4 separate regions of the Mus musculus genome follow, and all the other regions are linked to region 2. The links are chromatin contacts, called in public Hi-C maps. All regions are on one chromosome and are shown on one strand. The core of a region is the stretch at or near the end of the contact, and the rest is flanking DNA. Distances in the headings are between cores, read along the strand shown.

Region 1 (3,702 bases), core at 1,178-3,677, 570 kb before region 2:
ATCTTGCGTTCCTCCTTTGGCTCATCCTCTCTGCTCTGGTTTGAATGTAGTTTTGTTTCCATTAAAACTCATTGGGCCTTGGCTCCCTGATGCACTGGGATTGAAGTGGCAGGGCTGTTAAGAACGTTTGGGATCGTGAAAGGTTTTCTTGATAGATGGGATGGCTTAGTTCTCCTAGGAAACAGGAGGTACAGATGAAGTTGTAAGCTCTGAATCATGGCTTGGTCTTTCTGGCTACTGACCCCTCCACACCCCCATCCCTATTCTAAAGCTGTCTAAGCTTATTTAAGTTATCTCATGAAGACAAAAGATGCTTCAATGGTCAGGAAATCCCATGGGATTTAGGATATTTGCATCAAGAACTAGTGTCAGAGACCAAATATTAGGACAAAGTGTGTTCCAAGCACCCCACTGTTCAGGAAATCACAGGTTTTAGGAGACATGTGCTGGAGGTAGAGACCCAATATCCACTTGTCTCATTACTCTAAGAACTCTGTGCCAGGACCAGGGGGAAAAGCATGCTAAGTGTGTACTTCTTATTGTATCAGAGGCATTGCCACCTGCACACGGGGTGAAGGTGGGGTGTGGCACAACCAAGGACACCAGAAAAGGCATGAGTCTAAATGAGGGAGCATAGGAGGACAGAATCGATGAGGAAAAACTGGACTTAGACTGGAGAGAAGGATGAATCAGTGCTGTGCAGAACTGTCTGTGGTAGGCTCTCCCAGGTACCCACATGTGCCTGGGATTGTATCCACAGAGACAGAGCCTCAGCACACGGCTAGGAATGCAGCAGACCCTCCACAGTGTCTGCTATTCTCATGAAAGGTTTTCATGAATGCTCTTTTGCAAAGGAGAAGCGGAGACTGGACTGAGTGGCAGCTAGAGCTGGGGCTGAGTTCTTCACTAGGTCCCTCTGTCCTAAGGCTGACTAGGGTGTGCAGCATGCAAAGTGGCTAAGGACTAAGCAGTGACCACTTGATAGACAGGTGGACAGATGGACTAATGGACTGAGGGGAGTGAGTGGGTGTCCTGTGTATCTATTTTCTCTCATTCTTAGAACTTGAGATTGATTCATAAAACTTGTCCCCTTTCACCTTTCTGTGCGTTATTTTACTTCAGACAATTAAAGGATTTTGGAGTGTGTGTGCTTGTTCGTGTGTGTGCATGTAGAAGCCAGTGGTTGATGTTGGCTGCCTTCCTCAATCACCTTTTGTTAATGAGTTAAATTTCCTTTTGACACTTTTGATGGCTATGATACATCTAATTATTCTTACCCTTGCTGTCTTCTGTCTCCCGTCCATTACTGTCCATTCTGCCTCTTTCCTACAAACCCCTTTTCTACCTTTGTATCTTTTGTTTTGTTTTGTGACCCACTGAGTTTAAGCAAGGCTACCTGTAAAACTGTGGTTGCAGAACTATCCTTTAGAGCCCAGAAGGTATACAACTGAAGGCCATGATTTCTTCTTCCCCAACACCCATCAACAGCCAATAGTTTCCCCAGGGAGGGGGAGACCCTCTGAGTCCTTCCCATCCATGGATGACTGCTAAAAAACCCAGCTTTGTTCAGGCCCAGTGCAGGGGATCTCTGCTGCGGTGCGTTCATGAATTCTCTGTCACACTCAGAAAACAGTGTTTTGTAGCTCTTCTCTCCAACATTTGGCTCTTATACTCTTTCTCCCACCTCTTCTGGATAATCCCTGAGCCTGGATACATGATATAAATATTTAGGGCTGCATGCTCATCAGTCATAGCTAGAACAGCCATGTATCTCTTTCACTGCAAAGAGAAGCTTCTCTGATCCAGGCTTAGGGTGGTATATATCTATGCATATAAATGTAAATATTTAGAAGATAGTATTATGTGATGTCAACTTATGAAAACAGCAGCAGTGAGTCCTCCCGTCCCCACCCCAGGGCCTATGACCTTCTAGCCATGACTTTCTAAACAGGTTTAAAGTACCAATCATGAATTCTCTTCTTTGGCCTTAAGTCTATTCAGGTATCTGTCATTTACTCCTGTAACAGTCATGCCCCTATTGTTCCAGGGATTGCACTTGGCATGGCGGGTTGGAATTATGGCTTCAACTTTTCTCCTCTGGCAGCTTCTAGCACCTTCTAGCCAGCAGGAGGCATGCTAGCCAGGAGAAAGGGGGCTTCCAGTTAAGTTCCAGCTTCATTTCTCTATGTCCTGCCACCCACGTTTGTCCCACCTTATTTCTGGAGACTAGGTCTTTCTCTGAATATGGAGATCACTGATTTGGTAGACAGGCTGGTCAGTAAACTCCAGAAATCTACTTGCCTCTCCAGGGCTGGAATCACAGGGGCATTCACCACCCGCAGCTTTCTGCATGGGTGATGGGGATCTAAAGTTAGGTTCTCATGCTTGGACAGCAGACATTTACTGACTGAGTCATCATGACTTTTTATGGAGAAGTTGCCAGCCTTGGCCGTATGTCAGTCATATCCAAAGCACGAGTGCCCCACTGGCAGCTCCTTTGAGGGGATGACAAATGTGATGTCATGTCTAGTATGGGAGCAGGAAACTTGAAAAATTACATAGTGTGCTAAGATAGGAACCGTTCTGGCAATAATCTTTGCTGCTTCTCTCTTATCACCAGCAATCCTCCTAACCTTTGAGGCACTCCTCTTAACTTCTGGCTTTCATGTCTGGCACTAGTACTCAGCATGAGTGTTATCTAGGGAGGGCATGTTATTTCCTCAGTGAAACAATTTTTTTTAAAGATTTATTTATTTATTATATGTAGGTACACTGTAGCTGTCTTCAGACATTCCAGAAGAGGGAGTCAGATCTCCTTATGGATGGTTGTGAGCCACCATGTGGTTGCTGGGATTTGAACTCAGGACCTTCAGAAGAGCAGTTGGGTGCTTTTACACGCTGAGCCATCTCACCAGCCCCAACAATTTTTTTTATATATTTTTTCTTTATTTACATTTCAAATGTTATCCCATTTCCTTGTTTCCCCTCCAAAAAACCCTTATCCTTTCCTCCCCCTCCCCCTGCTCACCAACCCACCCACTCCCACTTCCTGATCCTGGCATTCCCCTACACTGGGGCATTGAGCTGGCACAGGACCAAGGGTCTCTTCTCCCATTGATGCTCCACAGGCCATCCTCTGCTACATATGCGGCTAGAGCCATAGGTCCCTTCATGTGTTCTCTTTGGTTGGTGGTTTGGTCCCTGGGAGCTCTGGGGGAATCTGATTGGTTCATATTGTTGTTCTTCCTATGGGGAAAACCCCTTCAGCTCCTTGGTTCCTTTCTCTAGCTCCACCATTGGGGACCCTGTGCTCAATCCAATGGTTGGCTGAGAGCATCCATCTCTATATTTGTCAGGCACTGGTGGAGCCTCTCAGGAGACAGCTATATCAGGCTCCTGACAGCAAGCACTTGTTGGTATCCACTATAGGGGTATGGGTTTGGTGACTGTATATGGGATGGATCCCCACCCCCTTCAGTGAAGCAATTTTAAAACCACATGCATTATGTTTCTTTTCCCAATTGCAAAAGCAATGCATCCTTTCTGTATATACCCACTGTAGATGTTTTTTGAAAATAAGAAAAGCACAGAGAAGGAAGGAAATAGATGCTACACCTGTGCTTCTAAGCAATGACACGTTTCTAAGCCACATTCTTTCTATGCACTGGTGTGTTTAAAGTTTTATAAGTTCTTGCCCCTGAG
Region 2 (3,490 bases), core at 191-2,690:
CCTGGGAGACCAGCGCTGTGGTTGGGAGAGATGGACAGCCTGTGTCAGGGGCCTGGCTTGCAGGGCAGAGGCTAGAGATGGATGCTACCAGTGGATCTCAAGGTTTCTGAACGTTTCTAGAAGGTAAGCTAAGCAAGAAGTTGGTTTGGGTATGTCATTTTTGTTGAACTAAAAATGGACGGCATGGCACGTCACTCTCTACTTCTTTTCTCACGAGTTAGAAAATTGCATGGTGTATGCTTGCAATGTTTTCTGGGAAGGTCTGGATGTGGTAACAGGAGTAAGGCCAGGCTCGGGCTCAGCCTCAGCCGTGGGAAGAGGCAAGGTGCACACATGACTCCCGCAACCAAAACACAGCACAAGAGGTTCTGGGAACTGAAACCACAGGTGAGTCAGCACATGGGAGAGGGAACAGGACAGGGCACGTGAGTAAATCCTCACCCCAGCCCAGCACTTAAGGAGAATGTTCAAAGCAGGAGGCGGGGGAGGGTCCCATCCCAGGTAGGAGGTGCTGGGCCAGGTCACAAGAACCCTTAGGCGAGTCCTAACCACCACTCATCCACTGGCAGGGCTGCATTGCCCAGCTCAGGCAAGCTTTAACTCAGAAGGAGCCCATTACGGCTTGAACTCAAAATGTCCCACACAGGTTCAAGTGTTTGAACACTTGATCCCCAGCTGGTAGCATTGTTCCGGAGGAAGGTTGTAGAGCCTAGGAGGTAGAGCCTTCCTGGAGGAAGTGATTCACTGGTGGGGGGACCCACTCACTTCCTGACTACTCTCTGCTACAGGGCTGCCAAGACAGTGTGGTGTGTCTCCTCAGATTCCTGTTGATGGACTGTGTCCCTTATTAAACCATGAACCACAATAAATGCTTCACTCCCAAAACTGCCTTGTCAGGTATTTTGCCAGAGCAGTAAGAAAGGTAACTACACTGGGCACAAGCTGGCTTCATTTAGGACTCTGAAATATCTGACCCCCATATAGAACCAGCCAGTGGAGGCCCCACCCCAGAAGTTCTTGCTCAACAGACAGACACATCTATCATCGATGTGTTTGTGAAGTCCAGCAACTGATCCAAATCAGTTCCCTCATAGTAAACACTGCACTTAAAGGATTTAAAGGAAATCTCTGTGTAACCAACAAGGAGAAGGGGCCCACTAAGCCTGCTTCCCTCTGAGAAGGAGAAGTAGGTCAAGGCTACGCCCTATCCAGGGATGTGAATGACTCCTGAGCCCGTCTGGTGCTGAGCTAATTCTGTAAGAATGAATTCATCTCATACCCAGCAACCTGGTAACTTGCTTCCTATTGTTATCCCTCCTGAGGAACCCTAGCTTCAGAGAGCTTTAGAACTTCAATCATGGTCAGAGCTAGAATCTGAGTGTTGGCAGCTTTTTCGGAACTTTTCACAACCCCATTGTCCTGAAATGTCTCAGGAGACTGCCACACCCTAACATCCGGGGAATTCCACAAGGGTCAGATCCCTGGGCTTAGCACAGAGTGATCCAAGCTAGGGTGGCATCTCAACAAGAGGTTTATTCATTCTAAAATGCGGGAGATGTGGCTGGGCCATGCATACTAGGAGCATTTGTAGGCTCTCTCTGCCAACATGCCAACCAAGCCTCATGCAGGTTTGGTGAAAGGCAAGAATCAACAATTTTCCAGCCATGCGACAGCTGCTTGGGGGAAGGTAGGCCATGGGATGGCAAGGGTAGGACACACTATTTCCCACTGTCTGGCCTCAACTTGCCCATAGTACAGAAGGCTAGATGCTACTTAGGTTTGGAAGATGGGGCCAAAGCAACAAGTATATGTTAAAAACCAGGGTGTCCTGGCCCCCCATCTCTGTTTTTAACCTGTATAGCCCGTGACTAGGCAGTCTCACGAAGACCTGCTAGCAGCTGTCTCCTGTGGCCCCAGCCATCTTTCTTTTTCTTTTTTCTTTTTTTTTTTTTTATTACGTATTTTCTTCAATTACATTTCCAATGCTATCCCAAAAGTCCCCCCCCCCCACTCCCCTACCCACCCATTCCCATTTTTTGGCCCTGGCATTCCCCTGTACTGGGGTATATAACGATTGCCTGACCAATGGGCCTCTCTTTCCAGTGATGGCCGACTAGGTCATCTTTTGATACATATGCAGCTAGAGTCAAGAGCTCTGGGGTACTGGTTAGTTCATAATGTTGTTCCACCTATAGGGTTGCAGTTCCCTTTAGCTCCTTGGGTACTTTCTCTAACTCCTCCATTGGGGGCCCTGTGATCCATCCAATAGTTGACTGTGAGCATCCACTTCTGTGTTTGCTAGGCCCCGGCCTAGTCTCACAAGGGACAGCTATATCACCGTCCTTGCAACAAAGGCTTGCTAGTGTATGCAATGGTGTCATCGCTTGGAGGCTAATTATGGGATGGATCCCTGGATATGGCAGTCTCTAGATGGACCATCCTTTTGTCTCAGCTCCAAACTTTGTCTCTGTAACTCCTTCCATGGGTGACCCAGCCATCTTTCAAGGCTGGCGTTGTTCCCACTTACACCCTGAGAGTTGGCAACCCTGGTGACTCCTGCTAAAGAGTCATAGCTGCAAGTCTCTAAGGAAGAAGTGTAGATGGCAGGAGACAGGCCCTTCTCCAAGATACAGGCTCTTCTTGGCCCAGGTTCACAGGCCCTTTTCAGGTTCTGTAGCCCATGCATTTTCATTGGTGGGTGTGACACTCTTGCTGGGTTCTCAGAGCAGCCATCTCTGGTTTGGTACATGAGTGTTAGGGGAAAGAGAAAGGCCATTAAGTTATGGCTCCCTTCTGGCTCTCCAGGAGAGGGAAATGAGACGCTGCAGTCACAGTGCACAGAGAGCATGAACCTGTTGCCAGCTGTGAGCTTGCTCTCAGCAGTTTTTGGTACAAGGGCCATCTTGGATGTCAGAGTCAGGCTCTCAATGGCACCCTCCTCCATAGAGCATACACTAGCCTGCTGCTAACTATATTTTATATTCATACTTCTGATTTCTTTTCTAAATTCTTTAAGTATTCAAGCGAAAGTAAGTCTTTCCAGGGGCCACATGAAAGTCTGCATAGATGTGCAAAGGCATGTGTACGCCGCAGGTGTGTTTTCCCACTACCCAGCTGTTCTAAGAGAATCCCAGCTGACTCTAACCCCCGCTGTCCAGAGGAAGGGGTGTCAAGCAGGTAGAAGAGAAGCCAAGGGAGGCTGAACCCAGGATGACAGGACCAGGGCGGGGGGGGGGGGCCAATGACAAGGCTACCCCATTGTTGTCAGAGCAGTGAAGAAGAGGGTGCTGACTGTACCCCCAGATCTGTGTTCCGGAACTGCTCAGATCTTGTTGCCTTCGCCTCCATTATCCCCTTGCTATCGTCTTAGGAATTAATTACCCGATTGCTCCAGGCAGAATACGGGAGCTGGAAGAAGGCCGCAGGCAGTTTGCAGACGCCTGCAGAGCAAGACAAGCCATGTTTGATGCTGAAGAACAGACGAGTCCTT
Region 3 (3,725 bases), core at 387-2,886, 540 kb before region 2:
ATGGAAAATGCTGGAAGATAACAAGTGTTGGTTAGAATGTGGGAAGGGAGGGACCTCTGTATGTTGTTGCTAGGAAAGTAAATAAATGAGTGCAGTCATTAAGGAAAACAGGGGGTACTGGTTAGTTCATATTGTTCTTCCACCTATAGGGTTGCAGACCCCTTCAGCTCCTTGGGTACTTTCTCTAGCTCCTAAGATGAGGATCTTAAAGCCCACACCCAGTGACACACTTCCTCCAACAAGGCCACACCTCCAAATAGTGCCAATTCCTGGATCAAGCATATTCAAAACACCACAGAGAGGTTCCTAGTACCTTAACCCTCAGGAAATGCATACTCACCCTGAAAATCCCTTCCCACTCTCCAAGGTTTATATAGCCCTTATTCACCCCAAGTAAAATATATGTGCAAGCCATTTCAATAAATTCTGTCTAAAAGAGCTGTAACACTGAAATCCTTGTAGAAGGCCCCCTCTCCCCAGCCAAACCCACAGACCAAGAGCCTGCTGACGTACTGAACCACAACATTGGTTAAAGGTATAGAATTAGAGCTAGAAAAAGGAAGTGAATTTTTAAGAGATTAGTTAATAATGATACATTGTATTCTTCAAAAATGTAAAGAGTGTGGGTGTTATATGGTTTTACCATGGGAGTAATAACCACGTGAGGTGGTGTGTTTGTTAATTAGCATTGTTGTATCTCTGTGTGTATATACTTAAGAATAAGTTGTACATGATAAAATCATATGCTATCTGCCAATTTTAGAAGTGTGTTTAAAGGACTGGAGGGATGGCACAGTGGTTAAGAGCATTTGCTGCTCTTGTAGAGGACTGGAATTTGGTTCCCAGAACTCACATGGTGGCTTATAACTGCCTGTAACTCCAGTTCAAGGGGATCCAATGCCCTCTTCTGGCTTCCCTTGGTACCAGGCATGCATATGGTGCACATGGGGACATTCAGGCTAAGCAGTCATATACATAAAATAAAAGTAAATGCATTTTTAAGAAAGAAAGAATGAAGTCCCACTGAGGGTAGGGAGTTGTTTGGTTTGGTTAATGTTTTTAGGGCTGGGGTGGTGGCTCACTGTTCAGCACATTGTTCTTGAAGAGGGTACAGCTCCGGTTCTCAGCACCCATGTTGGGTGCCTCACAGCTGCCTGCAACTCCAGCTCCATGGGATCTAGTCTCTTCTGGCTTCTGTGGACACCTGCTGTGGTGTATACACACACACACACACACACACACACACACACACACACCAAACAAATTTTAAAAGGAAGGAAATTGAAATTAAAAAAAAGAAAAAAAAAGGAAGTAAGAAAGGAAAGGGAGGAATCAAATAAGAGAGGTGAGAAAAGGAGAAAAACAGGAAACAAGACTCTTGAAATAAAGGGGAAGAGGAAACGATACAAGAGTGTGTGTGTGCTGGGGCGTTGTAAAGTAAATGAACAGATAGGGGAACCCAGACAAGTGGGAATTTTGACTTATACAAAAAAGGAAGTGAGAAATGTAAAGCGTCTGAGGGTGAAGAGAAATCTGGGTGTGAGCCATGGGAAAAGGGAAGTGAGAACTGAGAGAGGGGGAGATCCGGTACAGTGGACACTCAGAGTACAGCGGATACAGAGGGTACAGCGGGTGGGAAAAGGGAAGTGAGAAGTGAGAACTGAGAGAGGGGTGATCCGGTACAGCGGACACTCAGGGTACAGCGGGTGGGAAAAGGGAAGTGAGAACTGAGGGGAAATTTGGTACATCGCTTAGGGCGGGTGCGGTGGGTGGGAGACGGGAAGTGAGAAATGTTAAAGCTATGGGGGAGGCAAGGAAGCCAGGTGTGAGCCATGGGAAAAGGGAAGTGAGAACTGAGAAATGAGAAAGGGGGTTATCCTGTACGGTGGGTATGGCCAGTATGGAGGATGGGAAAGGGGAAGTGAGGATGTAAGATAAATAAGGGGGAATCCAGATAAGCCAGAAATCTGAAATTTAAAAAAAAAAAAAAAGAGGAAATGAGAAATGTGAGAAAGGAAACAAACCAGATGAAAAAGGGAAGCAGGACAGAGGAGCGGCAGAGAGGCCTTGGCAGGAGAAAAGTTCCCAGGCCAGAGATATGCCACACTCCACTCACGTTGGCCTGGACCTGAACCTACGTGCTCCAGGGCCAGTTCTTTATGGGAGGAGACTGACAGCACTTAGGTAACTGTGAATTGCTACCTTAGAAATAGGATTTTAAGAAGTGAAAAAGAGGAAGAGGAAGTGGAGGAAGAGGAGGAAGGGAAGGGAGGAGAGGAGGGAAAGGAAGAGAAGGAAGGAGGCAGGGAAAGACAGGAGGAGGAAGCTAGAAAGTGTGAGTTGACAGAGCAGAGCAGTTGGTCAATGTAGAATTTTTAACCTGCCTTCCAGTACTCTTCAGCGTTTGGGGGGGGGGGTGGTTCAGGGTGGAGGGAGGCATTGTTCTCTTGCAGGAGTAAGCCACTAGTAGAATTCTGAAGAGTTTGAAAACAAAGCATATTGGTGTGATTAGTTGAAATCTTTTGGTTAAAAATGAAATAACCATTTGTCAATGTTTTATCAACAATGAAGACAATACCCAAAATTGTATGTGTGACCTCAAAGCTAATGTGATATATTGATAATATGATATAATGTGATATATTGAAATTATTCTGAGTAAGAGATACATTGTTACTTTTTTCCTCTTCAATGATCTGTGCTTTTAATTTTAAGGGAACTAATTTTCCCATGTAATGATGTCATTGCAAATTAAAACACTTTTTTCTTCTTTCTCTCCCTTCTCTCCTCCTCTTCCTCTGCAACAGGGTTACATGATGGAAACCAGAATCTCAGACCTGAAATGTGACACAGATGTGTTTGTAACCTTTGAAGGTGACAATGTGGTCATGCTTCAGGTAAGGGTTAGGACACAGTTATTCATTTTAAACAGCACACTTTTCAAGACCAAGAATTATCCAAAAAATCTGAAGTGTTTTGTACATTTTATCTTTATCTGATACCTTCATTTAATTGGCAGGTGTTTTCCTGTTAGGCAGTTGAACAGGGGATTGGGGTATTTGTCTTTTAGGTCATCTTTGATGTTTAAATATGTCTTTGTAGTTTTAGAAAACCACTAGCATGTACTAAGTCAGATTTTTATACTAGCAAAGCTATTCCAATAGAGTATTCAGGCCCTGAAGATAAAACGTGAAAAACAGAATGCTAAACTCCAAAGTATGGGGTGGCCAGTCAACACAGAAATGCATATTAGGACAAATTGGGACTCATTGTTGGCGAAAGTAGAAGAGGGTTTGCATGTTGCTATAGGACTATGTGTAATTCTACCCCAGGACTCTACCCTAATAATCATAAATATGGAATAAAAAACACTGAAGCAATACATTCTCACCACTACATAATTTATTATAGCAATAAGTATCAATAGCAAAATGATTATGTAAATCGTACTCTGACCACTCAGTGGGGAATTATATATCACCTTTAAAATTGTACTTGCAAGCAGTTCTGCTTCTAACAGAAATGTAAAACGTATGGTAAGTAAAATGATATGAAATTGCACACAAGATATAATTGTTGTGTTTTTAAGAGAATAACAGAGGCTGGACGACTCAGGGCATAAAGTGCTTGCTACACAGCTGTGGTCACTCAGGTTTAGAGCCTCGGAATCCATATAAAAAGCTGGGCAGTTGTGACAGCTGCCTGTAGTCCCAGCACACGGGAGA
Region 4 (3,544 bases), core at 864-3,363, 590 kb before region 2:
GACCTGATGCCTGCCTCTGGCCTCTACATGCATACACATGGGCAAGCATACCTATACATGTGTGCTGCACACACGCATATACCACATACAAGTATGCATACACACATGCATGCTTTGTTTTATAAAATATTTGCACTCTAAGTCTTAAATCTAGGAGTGTTCCCCCAAAAGAGGAGAAACAGAAAGGGTTGGACTGAAGGCTCTCTGAGCGGTTGGGCTATCTCTGTGAAGTCATATGGGAATGGGATGTATGTGTCCCACTGAGGGCTCTCACCTGATCCCTTGACTGTAACCTGAAATTGAATTATTAACAATTCTCAGTGGACATGGGAGTGTGTCTGGGCCCCAGCTTCTGTCTGCAGAGGTCAAGCACCTCAACCCTGAAGGAGGCAAGTTTCTCTTCTCCCTTCTGGCTGCAGAAATGCCTGTGAACTACCTAGCACCCTGAGCTTATACTCCAAGATATCTCAGAGTCAAGGACAGAGGCTCAGCCACATAGGATTTTCTCCTTCAGGGTGACTGGATGTCATTCACAGCAGACTGATGCAATGATGCTTCGGAGCAGGAAACATGGGAAGCAATTATCTTTTTAGTAGGTCACTGGCCTCCTTTGGGAGAAGAGACCAGAGGGAGAGTAGAGAAGGCAGGCAGTGTAGTCCCCCCCAAGAGGCTGCGCCTGCAGAAGCTGCCTTGGTGATTAATAGCCGTGTCACTTTCTGCGAATGTTGCTTCAAGCGGCCGTGTTCACAATTGAGTGGGGATGAAATACAACAACCAAAAATAAATGTTTCCTCTATTCCTTAGTTGTTGCCAGAGCCCAGAAATAGCGTTTCAGATCTATAATCTTAAATGGCATCATTCGCAGTTCTCTCTGAGCCCTGGATTGATTTTCACGTGGATATCAGCGTGCATACATACTCGGCTCTTTGTTTTTGTTTTTTTTTTAAAGATCATGAGAAAGCTAAGTGACTTGGATTCTTTTTCTTTGGAGGGAGTGCTGAAATGAGAATTGTTTTTATAGAGAAAAATATACCCTTTACATGTATTTTTAACAAAAAATAGTAACCCAGTGGAGGAAAGACAGGAAGAATATTGTGTCCATATAGATCATATTCTGGAACAATAAAAACGTCTGGCAGGCAGTAATTGCTGGCCAGCTGCAGGGATTACAGCCCTGTGAGCTGTGTTCAGGGCAGCATGCCAGGATGCTGGCAACCAGGGAAGGAGCCTTCAGTGTGCCCGACTGGGTCCATAAACATGATGCTGAGTGCAGAATAGCCAGTCAAGGTTGCCATGTGGGCTATGACTTCTCTGACCAGTGTCTTGATATCCCCTGTCTCTGCTGCCTCTCTTGCAGCCAGACAACAAGCTTGGGGATAATGGTGGCAGTCTTAGGGCTGACCTCTGGTAGCATCTCTGAGCACAAAAGCCATTAATCTTTATTGTCACATTTCCCACCTCTACAGCCAGATAGAACATCAGACAGGTCAGAAGCCAGTGGAAACTCCCTTTTGGTGCTTTGGGACTGTCAGCATCTGAGGCCAGAGGGAAGGAGTTGTGGACCCTGCTTTCTGCTCATCCACTGATTTGGGGTTTTTTTTTTTTTCTGTTCTCATAGAAGAAAGTCAGGGTATGGCTGTTGGCATGAGGTGGGTTCCTCTCTTCTCCTCTCTCATTCTTCTCATTAATTTCTATCCTAACTGACTACCCATGTTCCCTTGTCAAAGTTATTTCTCTGTAACAACTATTAATAAGCAGACATTCCAGAAAAACAACACAAAACACTAGCATCAGTCGGGAGGTAGAGGGTGCCAGCAGAAAGCATGGACTAAGCAGGCTAAGCAGGCTAAGCAGATTAGGAATGACTCGTTGGATGCTTTGGGAGGCTTCTGATATTGGCAGGGGGCTCTCCTTGGTCTGACACTACCTTGGTGTCACCTGGGGTGACCTGTGCAGGGTAACAGTGGCCTACATTGTGATAGCCTCGTGAAGGAGGTATTGGGGCCTCTGAATTTGTTAGCTTGCATTTGGAAGATGTTGTCATGGGGACATCATTTGCTATCTTTAGGAATGAGCTCACCCTGGGAGGCGGGGCAAACACTCCAGGATCAAGCAAGGCTCCAGTGGAGAAGCATCAGGAGCAGTCAGTTAGTAGAGACACATGCAGTGTCAGGCTGCAAGGGAGAGACATTGGCACTGGAGGGATCACAGGAAGATTACTGAGGGCATTCTAGGGAGAAGCAACTTTGCTTTTATTGGTTTGTTTCTGTTTGGGTTTTGGAAGGGATATGTTAGAGAGAGGGAGAAATATCAGAAAAGTCTCAGTTGGGGAGGGGGATGTGTCTTAGTTAGGGTTTTATTGCTGTGACATCATGACCATGCAACTCTTATTAAAAAAAATTAATTGAGGCTGGCTGATAGTTTCAGAGGTTTAGTCCATTATCATGGCAGGAAGCATGGCAGTGTGCAGGCAGACACGGTGCTAGAGGAGCTGAGAATTCTGCATCTTGATCCACAGGCAGCAGCAGGATACTGTCTTCCACACTGAGTGTAGCTTGAGCATAGGAAATCTCAAAGCCCACTCTCACAGTAACATACTTCCTTCAAGGCAAGACCTACTCCGACAAGGCCACACCTCCTGATAGTGTCACTCCCTATGAGCTAACCATGCAAACACATGAGTTGATGGGGACCTTGCCAATTTGTCTTAGTTTGGGTCTTTGTAGAGACACCATGAACATAGCAACTTGAATAAAGGCAAACATTTAATTGGTGCTGGCCTACAGTTTCAGAGATCCAGTCCATTATTGGCATGGCCGGAAACACGGCAGCATGCGGGCAGGCATGGTGCTGCAGGGAGCTGAGAGTTCTACATTTTGATGTGAAGGCAGCAGAGAGAGACTGTGAGCCACACTGGGCATAGCTTGAGCATAGGAGACCTTAAAGCTCACCCCAACAGTGACACACTTCCTCCAGGAATACCACACTTACTCCAACAAGGCCATGCCTCCTAATAGTACCCACTCCCTATGGGCCTATGGGGGCCAATTACATTTAAAGAACCACACTATTCAAACTACCATTCCAGCTTCTAGCCCCCATAAGCTTGTAGCCATAACATAATGCAAAATGCATTTAGTCCATCTTCAAAAGTTCCCATAGCCTATCACAGTCTCAACAATGTTTAAAACTCCAAAGTTCAAAGCCTCTTCTGAGATTCATGCAATCTCTTAACTGTAATCCTTTAAAATCAAAATTGCACACTTTACCAGATCACATACTTCCAACATATAATAGCACAGGATATACATTACTGTTTCAAAAGATATGGAAGAGAGCATAGTAGGGAACTTCTGGACCAAAGCAAGACCAAAACCAGCTGGACAAACTCCAGCCTCTGCATCAGATCTCCAACTCCTTTCAGCTTTGTTGACAGCAACACATTTCTTTTTCTCAGTCTGGTTCCACGTCCTGTTAACAGGTTTCCTTGGCAGGTATACCATGGCTCTGGCACTTGGGGTCCCAAAGGCAGCCCAGACTTCAC

What was found. Hi-C and Micro-C count contacts between places; a contact is called where the count stands out from the background.
Region 1: a Hi-C map of bone marrow-derived macrophages shows a contact between it and region 2, with 18 read pairs. The contact joins two enhancer-like sites. A contact is called at or near these places in 2 of 484 Hi-C or Micro-C datasets (CD8 T cells and bone marrow-derived macrophages), 1 of 115 datasets of contacts at active chromatin or transcription factors (epiblast stem cells) and 1 of 9 other capture datasets (embryonic stem cells).
Region 3: a contact with region 2 is called in a Hi-C map of bone marrow-derived macrophages, with 19 read pairs. The contact joins two enhancer-like sites. A contact is called at or near these places in 2 of 484 Hi-C or Micro-C datasets (bone marrow-derived macrophages and nephron progenitors) and 1 of 9 other capture datasets (embryonic stem cells).
Region 4: a contact with region 2 is called in a Hi-C map of bone marrow-derived macrophages, with 16 read pairs. The contact joins two enhancer-like sites. A contact is called at or near these places in 1 of 484 Hi-C or Micro-C datasets (bone marrow-derived macrophages) and 2 of 115 datasets of contacts at active chromatin or transcription factors (epiblast stem cells and stem cell-derived neural progenitor cells).

What each region holds. Positions count from the first base shown.
Region 1 is chr2:127,981,039-127,984,740 of GRCm38.p6, forward strand. The region is part of intron 11 of Acoxl (acyl-Coenzyme A oxidase-like); the gene reads left to right. Among named protein-coding and RNA genes, the nearest start is that of Acoxl, 130 kb to the left of the region's middle. Within about 2 kb of position 2,428, at least 2 of the 459 cell types and tissues checked have an H3K27ac peak or open chromatin away from gene starts, as enhancers often do. A contact at or near this core is called in bone marrow-derived macrophages, where this site is marked.
Region 2 is chr2:128,551,846-128,555,335 of GRCm38.p6, forward strand. No RefSeq gene overlaps it. Among named protein-coding and RNA genes, the nearest start is that of Gm39928, 3.9 kb to the left of the region's middle. Within about 2 kb of position 1,441, at least 26 of the 459 cell types and tissues checked have an H3K27ac peak or open chromatin away from gene starts, as enhancers often do. A contact at or near this core is called in bone marrow-derived macrophages, where this site is marked.
Region 3 is chr2:128,007,270-128,010,994 of GRCm38.p6, forward strand. It overlaps Acoxl (acyl-Coenzyme A oxidase-like), which reads left to right. Exons shown (of 18, transcript NM_028765.3): 12 at 2,808-2,897. Among named protein-coding and RNA genes, the nearest start is that of Bcl2l11, 120 kb to the right of the region's middle. Within about 2 kb of position 1,637, at least 89 of the 459 cell types and tissues checked have an H3K27ac peak or open chromatin away from gene starts, as enhancers often do. A contact at or near this core is called in bone marrow-derived macrophages, where this site is marked.
Region 4 is chr2:127,960,173-127,963,716 of GRCm38.p6, forward strand. All of the region lies in intron 9 of Acoxl (acyl-Coenzyme A oxidase-like), which reads left to right. Among named protein-coding and RNA genes, the nearest start is that of Acoxl, 110 kb to the left of the region's middle. Within about 2 kb of position 2,114, at least 52 of the 459 cell types and tissues checked have an H3K27ac peak or open chromatin away from gene starts, as enhancers often do. A contact at or near this core is called in bone marrow-derived macrophages, where this site is marked.